2 separate regions of the Sus scrofa genome follow, and region 1 is linked to region 2. The links are chromatin contacts, called in public promoter capture Hi-C maps. All regions are on one chromosome and are shown on one strand. The core of a region is the stretch at or near the end of the contact, and the rest is flanking DNA. Distances in the headings are between cores, read along the strand shown.

Evidence for each region. Promoter capture Hi-C pulls out the DNA fragments that hold promoters and counts their contacts.
Region 1: a promoter capture Hi-C map of fetal liver shows a contact between it and region 2, with 4 times the contacts expected there. The contact joins the promoter of SKA2 here to the promoter of MTMR4 in region 2. A contact is called at or near these places in 2 of 5 promoter capture datasets (fetal liver and liver), 1 of 47 Hi-C or Micro-C datasets (embryonic fibroblasts) and 1 of 2 datasets of contacts at active chromatin or transcription factors (skeletal muscle).

Annotation. Positions count from the first base shown.
Region 1 is chr12:35,428,737-35,434,843 of Sscrofa11.1, reverse strand. It overlaps SKA2 (spindle and kinetochore-associated protein 2), which reads left to right and starts at 1,550. Exons shown (of 4, transcript XM_003131674.5): 1 at 1,550-1,831. The coding sequence starts at 1,799. PRR11 (proline-rich protein 11) reads right to left here and starts at 1,150. Exons shown (of 11, transcript XM_005668999.3): 1 at 1,017-1,150.
Region 2 is chr12:34,767,618-34,773,183 of Sscrofa11.1, reverse strand. It overlaps MTMR4 (myotubularin-related protein 4), which reads left to right and starts at 1,869. Exons shown (of 20, transcript XM_005668984.3): 1 at 1,869-2,080; 2 at 3,070-3,129; 3 at 3,241-3,277. The coding sequence starts at 3,275. SEPT4 (septin-4) reads left to right here. Exons shown (of 11, transcript XM_005668982.3): 11 at 188-408. The coding sequence ends at 247.

The DNA.
Region 1 (6,107 bases), core at 301-2,800, 660 kb before region 2:
ATTTCTTGGGCCGCTCCCGCGGCATATGGAGGTTCCCAGGCTAGGGGTCGAATTGGAGCTGTAGCCACCGGCCTACGCCAGAGCCACAGCAACGCGGGATCCGAGCCGCGTCTGCAACCTACACCACAGCTCACGGCAACGCCGGATCGTTAACCCACTGAGCAATGGCAGGGATCGAACCCGCAACCTCATCGTTCCTAGTCGGATTCGTTAACCACTGCGCCACCACGGGAACTCCAAGTCTTTTTTGTTGTTGTTGCTTTTTAGGGCTGCACCTGTGGCATATGGAGGTTCCCAGGCTAGGGGTCGAATCCGAGCTCCAGCTACCGGCCTACACCACAGCCACAACCACGAAGGATTCGATCTGCGCCTGCGACCTACATCACAGCTCAGGGCAATGCCGGATCCCTAACCCACTAACTGAGGCCAGGGATCGAACCTCTAACCTCATGGTTCCTAAGTCGGATTCGTTTCCGCTGCACTATAATGGGAACTCCCCATAGGGCTATTTCTGATATTTGCTTATATTTAATTTTACACTTTATGTTGTGCAGCATTGCTTTTTTAGTTCCCGTCTTGTTTCTCTAAAGAGATTGCAGCTCCCTAAAGCTTAGTCCAGCGCAGTACTAGGCACAAAGCAAACAGGGCATAATTTTAAAATTGCCACTCTCATAGAAACTCGAAAGATATTAAGACTATATCAAGGAACACAGTAGTTGGTTGGCTCTTCATCCCTGTCAAGAAATGTACTTTCTCAAACTTAAAGTGCAAAATAATCACAGGGGTTATTAAAAATTCATATTCTGATTCAGTAGGTCTGGGTGGAGCCAGATAATCTACATTTCTAACAAGCGCCCAAGTCATGCAGGTACTTTTGGGTTTGCAAACCACGTTTTGAACCGCAAGTAAAGGAATGGGCAAAAGGAAGGCAGATGCTTTACTCCAAAATATATTTTTGCAGAGCGTTAATTAAAAAGAAGTACGATTAGAGTGGACCCAGGCGGAGTACTTCTTACCCAAACTCAGAACACCTCCATCTCCCCTCCGAGTCCAGCCAAAGTCCCCACCTTAGTAAACCGTAAGAACACAAGCAGCAACAGGCCCAGCTATGGCAGATGCGAGCCCAGGTAACAAAAGAAGATCTCCCTGCACTTACTAGTCTAAGAGGCCAGGGGTTCGATGACGTCCCGGGAGTAGCCGCTCCCTCGCCATAAAGAAAAATTCAAAATTAAGACCTTATCGTGGAGGGACCAATCATAGCCTTTGTCTCTTCACCATTTGCTCTCTGCGTAGTGCAGGAGCGCAGCCTAGCTTCTGACTGGCTGAGGTTGCACCACGTTCTGGCCAATCAGAGCTGAGGCGCTTCTAGTATGAATAGGGGGAAGGCGGGAGCGAAGTGGAGGGGAAGCAGCCGAGGAAAGGTGTGTCACGTCCCCGTTGTCGCTTGTGGAAGCTTTTGTGTAATTGGTTGGCTCTTCTTCCAATTGCACCAATCGGAAGCTCTTCTCTGAGGAACTCTAACTGTGAAATTGAAAGTAGAGATGAGGATGCAGCCAATGGAAGAAAAAAAATGTATAGCAGCCAATCCTCCTGCGGCGTTTTGTGTCCTCGCCCAACAAGAAAATGTGTTTCATGCGTAGGGGCGTCTCCCAATCGCCAATGGGCGGGCACTGGTGAAGCGGAGGAACCAATGAGTGCGAGGTGTTGAGTGACAGCTGTCCAATAGGGACCCTCAGTGCTAGTACGGTTTACGGCTTAAGCGCCGCCGCCGTGGTCTGAGGAATGTCAACTATTCAACATGGAGGCGGAGGTCGATAAGCTTGAACTGATGGTGAGTGTAAAGTGAAGGAGATCTGCTGGGTAGTTCATTTTTCCCGGATGGCCTCCAAGGTGGAACGCAATTAGGAGTCGCCGGAAATCCTGGGTGGTGGAGGCTGGACTAGACTAGCTCCCTCCTCCTGCACCGAAGGGAGTCGCCACCGCCTGGTTTCTTTTAACCGCCACGGGGAAAGGCGTTACATCCGGGAAACTCGTGAGGGAAATGGCGGGAGATGCTGAGGGTGCGGGGCCTTTGGAATTCCTTGTTCCTTGACCTCATCTTTCCGCCTCTTAAGGAGCTGTGGCTGGTGCAGACAGCCTTCTGTGTATTTCCACCAAAAAGGCGTGATTGGAATGGTTCCTTTACACCCTAAGAAGGGGCGAGGTCGTTTGCACTCCGAGAAACGGGCATGGAGGGTGGGGTGGGAGTAAACCGAGAGGGGCGGAGAGAAATCCCTTTAGGACTGAACCGTCACATTCTCGGCAAGCTGAAAAAGTCTGAGATAGGATTCTAGACTTGTGTGCATAACTTCCTATCGGCCAAGGAAGCTCCTCGTTTCTCTTTGGCCCTTCGGTGAGGGAGAGAAGGGAATCTGAACCAGGAGCTCCTTTCCTGGAGCGCGGGCGGGACTGGGACGTGGACGGCACCCCTGCTCTGGAGTTGCCTAGTTTCATTCATTGTGAAAGTAGGGGGCGGGGGCGAGTAACTGGAAAGGACTCCTGCTGCTGCTTGGCCTGCAGGAGCGCGCCAAATTGCAGGCCGTCCTAGTTTCTCCTTTGGATCCTTGCCTTACTTGTTCTCTTTATTCTCTCCCTTCCATCCCTAAATTACCCACTTGGTCGCCCGCGCTTTTTTTCTTTTTAGTTCCCTTGTTCTGTCTTCAGTCTTTTCCCCTCCTGTATTACATGTGTTTGGATTGGGCTGACTTCCTTTAAAATGTGGAATTTGGAGGGCTCATCCATTATTGAATTCCTGTCCTTTTTTTGTTAAAGGAAAATAACAAGATTAAGTAAAGAAGCCATCTCCATCGCAGTCCTTTCCTCCTACCACTGCCATTCCCTGGCATTACTGCTCAGGTATCATTGTGCCTTTGCTGCTTCCTTCAAGATGAACCTTGGGTCTCTTAAATACCTGCAACACTTAAATACCTGCAACGTGTAGTGATCTTGGAAGAAACAGTATCATCGTCACACCCCATTCCCACCCCCAGAAAGTTTGAGACCTTGATGTATGTTAGTATTTTTTTTTCTAAGATATTAAATGAATTGTAGTGTTTTAGTGTCTCGCATATACAGAATCAACTTTCATTTGCTTTCAGTTGTTTCTGAAATTTTAATTTTCTTTTGCGGGGAGTGTGTGTGGAAATTGGAAAGGTAAGAAATGGCTGCAAAGAAGGCAGCTTTTCTGTTTCTTTTTTTTTTTTTTTTTTTTCTTGCCATTTCTTGAGCCGCACCCGCGGCATATGGAGATTCCTAGGCTAGGGGTCGAATCGGAGCTGTAGCCACCAGCCTACGCCAGAGCCACAGCAACTCGGAATCTGAGCTGCGTCTGCAACCTACACCACAGGTCCCGGCAACACCGGATCCCTAACCCACTGAGAAAAGCCAGGGATTGAACCCGCAACCTCATGGTTCCTAGTCAGATTCCTTAACCACTGAGCCACGACGGGAACTCCAGAAGGCAGCTTTTCAAACCTAACTTTTAGTTCAAAATTTTGTTATTCTTACCATTAACTGTCTTTCAGAAATGCAAACATGTTAAGTATTGTAGTTCGATTCTATCAACAGGCAAAGATGTTAATATGGTCTTGCCTTCTCCATTATTATTCCTCACTCCAGATGGGTATCTCTGACTAATTATAGGATGCTAAGTGATACTAATTATGCTCTTAACAGTATTTTTCCCCTTCAGGTTTTAATTTTGAGGTACTACTTAACCCTTTTCCGAATTTTGCATTAGAGTCAATATTCTCCCAGGATATTTTTTATGGCTTTTTTTTTCCCCCTGCTTTTTTTAGGGCCATACCTGCAGCATAAGGAGGTTCCCAGGCTAGGGGTCTAATCCGAGCTACAGCTAAGGGCCTAGGCCACAGCCACAGCCACAGCCACAGCCACTCCAGAACGGAGCTGCCTCTGCGACCTTCACCACAGCTCACAGCAATGCCGGCTTCTTATCTCATTGAGCAAGGCCAGGGATCAAACCTTCAACCTCATGGTTCTTAGTCGGATTCGTTTCTGCTGTGCCACAGTGGGAACCCTCCAGGATATTTTTTAGATTGAACACATTTTAAGGGGAAAACAAGTACATGTACCTCTTGGGAAAAAGTGGGTTTTAGAAAATTTTGAGGTAGCTAGTCTTAAACTTTTAGATAGTTGAATGATGGAGTAGTTTGGAAAAATGCTTTTCATGGAAGAAAGAATAAAGCAGGTTTTTCTTCACAAATTGCTTTTAAGTAACTTAGTCATAGCCTTTTTTTTTTTCTTCTTTTCCCTGTTCAAACTATGAGCTTATTATTAGTTTGTTTCCATAATCATTAGGGTTTAAAAATTGTGTTTGAACTGTTATTATAGTTTTATTATTACCATTTTATATTGATTGGATAGTATAAAGGACTGCATCTCTTCTTTAGATTTGCCATGTGAAAAAAATGTTATGTCTGTGAACTGGTTTATTTGCTAATATTCTAAAGGTAAATGATTTCCTGTGCATTCCTCTGATATATGGCTTTATATTACTTAAATAAAGGATTTGTTGAGGAACCAATGTTGAATATTTAATAAGTGAAATAGAATGCCTATTGTTTAACTTTGAAAAGAAAGTACTTATCTTAATTTTTAGACAAATATCCTGATCCTCTTATATTAAAAAATTTAATATTTTTTGCTTGTTTTAACTTCTGATTCAGGAAATTAAATATAGATTTTTAAATACTTGTCTTTAAACATGATCCTTGACTAGCAGAGTTGAAATATTCTAATATCTGAGTTATGTGGTCTAGTATTTGAGGTCAAGACATTTATGTTTCAGCTCTCTGAATTTGAGTTCATTTCTTAGTAGGGTCAATCCTACCAAGTAGCTGAAGTGGACATTTAAAGGAAGATTGGTGAAAATAATGGAAAGTGTTTTCGCATCAATCAACATTATTAATGGAGGAATAAGCTCATTGTAAGATAATCTTTGTTCTCTAACTTTTTTCCCTCCACTTATTGAGTGGTATTTGTCTAGTATCCTTCTTTTGTGATACCACTAGTGTCTGTGCACAAAAGGTAGTGCAATGTGATATATGATACTTCACTCTTTCTGAGCTGATATCTGACTTTAGAATGGTTTCTTACCAGTTTTAAGGTTACAATGTTAATTGGCTTGTATCCAAGGAAACCTGATTCTTAAATCTCAGAGTCTTCTCCTCCCATTAGTATTTTCTCCTTGATTTTTCTGCACTTGAAGGAAATGGAGATATTTCCTCCTGCATTTAAGATGTTTTAGGGGTTAACTGAAGTTTTTAAATCCCCTTTCATAGTATTCAGCTAGGTAGGACTAATGATGTCCTGTTGAAGCTACATTGATTTCATGGAAATCTGTAATCTCATGGGATAAGGTGGATGGTAAGTGCTTTTGGGATTGTGGTTTGGATTCCAGGGAGATAGACTGGGTTTATAAAAACTGGAAAACGTGGCGTTCCCGCTGCGATGCATTGGGTTAGATATCCTGCCTCTCTCTCTGGAGGTGCTGGTTCCATCCCTGGCCTGGCGCAGTGGGTTATGGATCCAGCCTTGCTCTGCTGTGCTGTAGGTCTCAGCTCCTACTTGGATTCAGTCCCTAGCCTGGGAACTTGGATATGCCATGGGTGTGGCTGAGGGAAAAAATAAAAAGGGAAATTCATTATTTTACTTTTCTTTTGTTTTCTTTGGTCATCTTACTCAAAAGCTTGTTTTATATGGCAGTTAATCAATTCGTTGTTATGGAGGAGCTAACCAACACATCGAGCAGAACAGAAATATTTTCACAACTTTGCCTTACTAGTAATTATAACCAATTTTGTTAATACCAGTCCTAAGGTATTAACGGTACCCGTTAATAACTTCTACAGCTTATGACGTATTTACAGAATTCCTTTTTATATCTATGCGTGTTTCAGTTTGAATGTTAATCATAGGTTAGTCATCAGAAAACAATACCACTTTGATCTTTAAAATCCTTTTTTTTTAACATCGATATTAATGTTCTTAGGTTTCAGATGTCTTCTGTCCAAAGTGACAACCCTTCTTTATATTCTTTGCACACTGAA
Region 2 (5,566 bases), core at 620-3,119:
GACAGGATGATCCCTGGCCCTGGTATATATCTGGATCCTGGATTGGTGGATTAGTGGTTCCACCCTGGGACTTCATTATACTCAGGGCCACCAAGGCCCTGGCTCAAGGGATTAGAGGTTTCAGGCACTTTCCTAACATGATAGGACTCTCTGAAAGGTCCCATTTTGATGCATGTGCCTGTTCCAGCTGCGGCGGATGCAGGAGATGCTGCACAAAATCCAAAGACAGATGAAGGAGACCCATTAGCTGGCTTTCAGCCTTGAATATTTAAATCACCGCCTCTTCCTCCTGCTATGCCGGCCCCTCCCAGCACCAGCTCTACTCAGGCCTCTGCAGCTACTGCCACTTGACCTTACATCCCTGCTGCCTCCCCAGAGACTCAGAAGAAATAAAGTTTAACAAATCTATAGGTGGCTTCTGGTGTTTCTGTCGATATCTTTCCATCTCCTGGAGACCAAGAAGATCCTAGGACCCGTTTTGAAAGACTGCCAGAGGAGGGTGCTGGTTTTGGCCTTTACTAGCCAAGGGAGGGTGGGGAGAACCTTCCCCTCCAGAGGCAGGGTTTAGTCACCACCATCTTCCTGATCATATCTATCATGCATCTATTATCTGGGGCCCTGCTCATCTTTCCCACATACAGTACTTCCACAGAAGTTTTGGATTTGATACCTTGAGAAAACACAGTATTAATAGCCTCCCAGCTTTGTATTTCCTGATTTGGGGAATGGGATATTCAGAATTGAGCTCTGCACTCTAGGAAGCCTAGGCCAGCGCACTGAACAAATGTTGGAACCCCTGTAATCACCAAACACTATAGTAAGTGCCAGGAATGGATAAAATACAATCATTGTCCTGGAATAATTCAGTATTTATTTACCAAATATTTATCAAGCATCTATCTGCTAGGTTGCAGATACTGTTTTAAATCTTCGAGTTAAAGCAGTGAACACACATAAGGTTCCAGTTTTCCTGGAAGTTGCTAAATGTAGTAAATGTCCCAATGTCCTATGAAAAGACACGTGAAGACATTTTGGCCCCAGGGCCTGGTATTAAAGCATTCAGGCCCATTTCCAAACTGAAGCTATCAGTTGAGAATCTGAGTCAACTGTTCACCATTTCTGTCGGGTTGGTGGTATCGCTGGGACACGGCGACCTCCAGCGGCCACCCTCCGCCCTGCTGCCTGTTCTGGCTCCCCGGGGTCTCCCAAGGCAAGGGGAGGAGCCAGAGAGAAGCGAGAGAGGAGCCAACTATTCTCCACAGCCTTTTCAGACCAGAAGGTCGCAGCTAAGCTAGTGGCAGTCTCATTCTCATCTCTCAAGTGAGAGATTTTTACTCAAAACTGATGGCATGTGATTCAGGTCACGGACACCAGGGTCGGTTCGCGGATGAAAAGTGAGGTCCTGGAGGAACACGTCAAGGTGTCCGGAAGAAGGGAAAACCTCCCCCAGCCAGTCGAAGACCGAGAAGGAGCCTCAGGCCCTCAGCCCTCTCTTAGCTTTCGGGGTTTTTCTCCCGCTTCTGGCTTTGGGACGGACGATCACAGTGAAATCAAACCAGAAATGGTGCCACCGGGATCTATTTGAAAAGTACACCAGAGGCGGGGTGATCACCGGAAGTGGCTGTGAGAACGCCCCGCCTTCAATTGCGCTACCAGTAGGCGACAGACCGCCCCCACTTCCGGCCCCTGGAGCCTTAACCAGCAGCCCCCCTTTTACTGCTCTCCCATTGGCTGCTGCAGGGACGCGCTGTGATTTCCCATTGGTCGCGTCTTCTCTTCGGCGCCGCGCCTCCTCCCTGCCAGTACAGTCTTGTCTTCCGGCATCCGATAGGCTCAAGACTGGGAGGGCGTCTGCCCCACTTGACCAATGAGCGGTGTGAAGAGTGAGGGCGGCTGCTGCGTGGTGGGGGGCAGGGCGGGACTTGGTGTGGCTATTGGCCAGGGCGGGCACAGACCAGAGATAGGATTGGTTGGGGAGAGGGGCACCGTGGTGGGGGGTCGGAGCTGCGCGGCCTCAGCAGCTGCGGGAGACGGAAGTGGTGAGAGCGCGGCTTCGGAGGGTCGGGCGGACGCCGCCTGGGTGAGTCACCGTGCCCCATACACTGCCAGTCTGGGAACCGCAACGACCGCGTCTTGCCCGGCCCCGCCCCGGCCCCACCGGCTTTCCTGAGACCCGCCTTCTGTCATTCGGGGCTCCGCCTCCGAGTCTTTAGGCTCCGCCCCTAGAACCTGGGCACCTGAGCTCCCCTGTCAGCCTGACCCGCCTCCCCCCGTGGCCAGATACCCTAGGTCCAGGAACCCTGGGTCTCCCAGGCCTAGTTCTCGTCTCTCTCTCCCTCCGTTTCCTTGAGGCTGCTTGCCAGTGGGCGGTGAGGCAGCACCTCTGGCTTGCCGCTTGCTGGCTCCCCCATGAGGAAGGGTGGGCTGTGATCAGGGAGGCGGGTAGGACCACAGATGGAGGCTTTTGTAGCCGCAGCCTTCGGCAAGGCACACTCCTAGACTGCCTCTGAGCTCGAATAGCAGGCATGGAGAAGTGTCATTCAAACCTGGGCCCGGCTCCCTAAGTGGGCCCAGACGGCTCAACCTGACATGTCTGTTGCTTGGGCCCATTTGACGCTCACTGACTCTGAGGCCTGCACTGGCCTGATTCTATCCCCATTGTGTGGACTCCTCCCACTAACCTGCACCCCACTTGGTGTCAAGTACACTCAGCAGAACATGTCCAGCCCTGCTGCCTTCTGATCACAGGTTGTGGTCCCCTCCCTCTTGTCCTCTGCTCTGGACTCTGCCCCAGTAAACAGGTCAGGTGGGTGCTACTCACAGACTCAGAGGCTGGCCGTGCGCTCCTCTGGTGGATTTATGTTTCCACCAGGGCCAGAAATGAGTCCTGGCTGTGCAGCCTCTGTCTCTTCAGAGTTGGCAGGTCTTTTGCTCTCCCACAAAGAACAGGGTTTGGAGTGTTTTACTTCTCCTTCTGGGTCCGGGAATCGGGATGCTTGAGTCCTGCTCCAGAACTTTGTTGCTGCCTTCATGCTCTGCAGAATCACTTGTTGCTTTCTCCCCGTGTAGCTCCCACTGCCTCTGTCTGGCATGGTGAGTTGTGGAGAGACTGGAATCACTGTGAAGAAGGTGAATAAGAGTTGTGGGGAAGTTCAGGAGCAGATGTGTGGTGATGGTTTGTTGATTCTATGGTGGTGTTAATGGTGCTCTTTACTCTTGTGTTTCTCTGGGTCTTTACAGTGAGAAAAGGCAGCCAGACCCTCACCACGGTAGAATGGTGAGTACCCTCTCTTTTCTCAGACGCTTGTGTTTTCTGTAATCCTTGTATCTTTCTCCATGAAGCTGACCCGCCCCTCCTGGACCTTGAGCTTCAGGCTACTCTGTTCAGCAACCAAACAGGTTCATCTGCCCTGGAGATAAATTAGGGTTTCTTTAGGTTGCAAAACGTCATCAGCCAATATACAGCACTGGTACCGGACGCCACTGAAAGTCTTTTTCTGCACGTGCTATGCCATGGTTTCCCCACACTGGCTCCCTGAGCCCTTCATAATGGCCAGAACTTCTCTTCTCTTGGGTCCTTGGTTGCAGCTCTCTGGCCTGGTCCAAAAAACCAGGCCTCCTTTATATCAAGATTCTTGTACTTCCTGATGGGTTCCTTGAATATTGTGGGTGCTTTATTGGGAGTGACTCCACTAAAACTGTGGGACTTCTCTGGCTCCAAATGTGCCGCTGTTTTGATAAGCCTCTGTAGGAACAGCTGATTGGATATATAGCAGGAGAGCACCCTCAAGGTGGCCAGAATATCACTATGGGTGTGGTGTGTGTGTGTGTGTGTGTGTGTGTGTGTGTTATAATGATCCCATAACATTTCCACTAACTATAACTTCCCTTCCCTCACCCCAAGTTCAAGGAACCCCTTAACCCTGGCGAGCTAGGAGGAGGAAACAGTGAGATGAGAAGGAGTGGAGAGCTGCAGGCCCTGGCCCAGATTAGGCCCTTGCTCTGGCTGTATCTCTTTAGTTCTTTCATGTGTCCTATGCTTAGGGACAGGTCAAGGAATTCAGTTACTGAGGGGACTCACTCTTTCCCTCCACAGACATGTGGGTGTGGTGTGTGCGGTACTGTTCTGGTCTCTTCTCAGAAAGCCTGCTGGTCCCCGGCCTCCACCATCAGATTGCCCCTCTCCTTTTCTCTCTTCTGTGATACCCTGAAAAGAGTCAGCCTGGTCTAATTTTGAGTCCTAGCACCACCACTTAGTACGTTAGGTGAACTGCAGACCTTCTCTTTAAGCCTGAAGTCTCACTTCTTGGGGTGGGGTGTGTGAATGGTTTTAATGAGATCATGTTTGAAATATGTCTGGCTCATGGAAAATATCAGATTGTCTTCTATTCCTCCCTTCCCCCAAGACCAAAACCAAAACCAAAACAAAAGCCCTGGTTTCTGAAAGTTACCAGGCACAGGGAGTGTGGGGTTCCGAATGGTTGCTTCTGTGACTTGGTGACATTTTGAGCCTTTTATCACTGCTCCTTATTCTTTGACCCTCTACCCACCTCCCTTCAGCCCCCTACCCTCGAGTTTTCGAGGTTTGTTTTTGCATAGCTTCTGTGGTCCATAGTTCCAGCTCTTACTCTTTCCCAGCCTCCAAGGACTTTCTTACCCAGAAGACAGAGGATGTGAAACAAGGGGAGAGGTGGAAATGAAGGAGTAGGGCTGGGCAGGGGCTTTGAAATAAAAAACCCAGAGAATTTCCCTTTCAGGAGTGTTGAATGACCAAACTGGCCTAGACCAGCGTCCATTTTAAGGGGCAAAAAGGGAATGGAATTAGTGAGGTCGGGGATTGGAGGACACTGGTGGACAGGGGAATGGTGAGTGGTGCTTTTGGAGGGAAAGGAGGAAGCCTTGAAGCTGGAGAGGGCCTGGGGTGGAGGGAGGTGAGCTCCATCTTGGGGGAAGTCAAAAGAGGGGAGGGCGTCGGGACGGATGTGTGAAAAGAGGGGTGTGGGGTGGCTCACGTGGGAAGATGGGAAATGAAAAGATGTAGGTGGTCTCGCCCTCCCTTCCCTCGTGGTGTGGAGAGGCCGTCGCCGGGCAGCCCAGATTCCTGGGAGCCCGGAGGAGTCCCGGGTAGGCGCCCTCGGCTGCGGAGGGGCTGGGGGTTTGGGGGGGAGGAGCCGGGGGCTGTGGGCGGGGCCTTGAGGGTCCGCCCCGCCCCCCGACTTCCCCGCGCGCGCGGCGCGGTCGGGGTGCTCCCTTAGCCCGGCTCCCCTCCCTTCGGCGCTCGTGCCGGAGGGCGGAGCTGGGCTCGCTCCATTGTGGAGACGAGGGGAGCGGCGCGCGGGAGGCGCGCGAGGCCCCGCCGCCCGCGCTCGCCTCCTGGCCGCCGCGGCTGCACCTGGCCGGCCCCGCAGCCGGGATGCGGCGGGCGCCCGGGACTGGCGGGCAGCGCAGCGGCTCCGGGGACATGTGCGCTGGCCCAGACCGCCCGTGACCATGAGCCTGACCGCCCGAGTCTCCTGCTCCATGCTCAGCTGCTTTGTAAGTGCGGCTCCGCCTGCCGGGGGGCCGG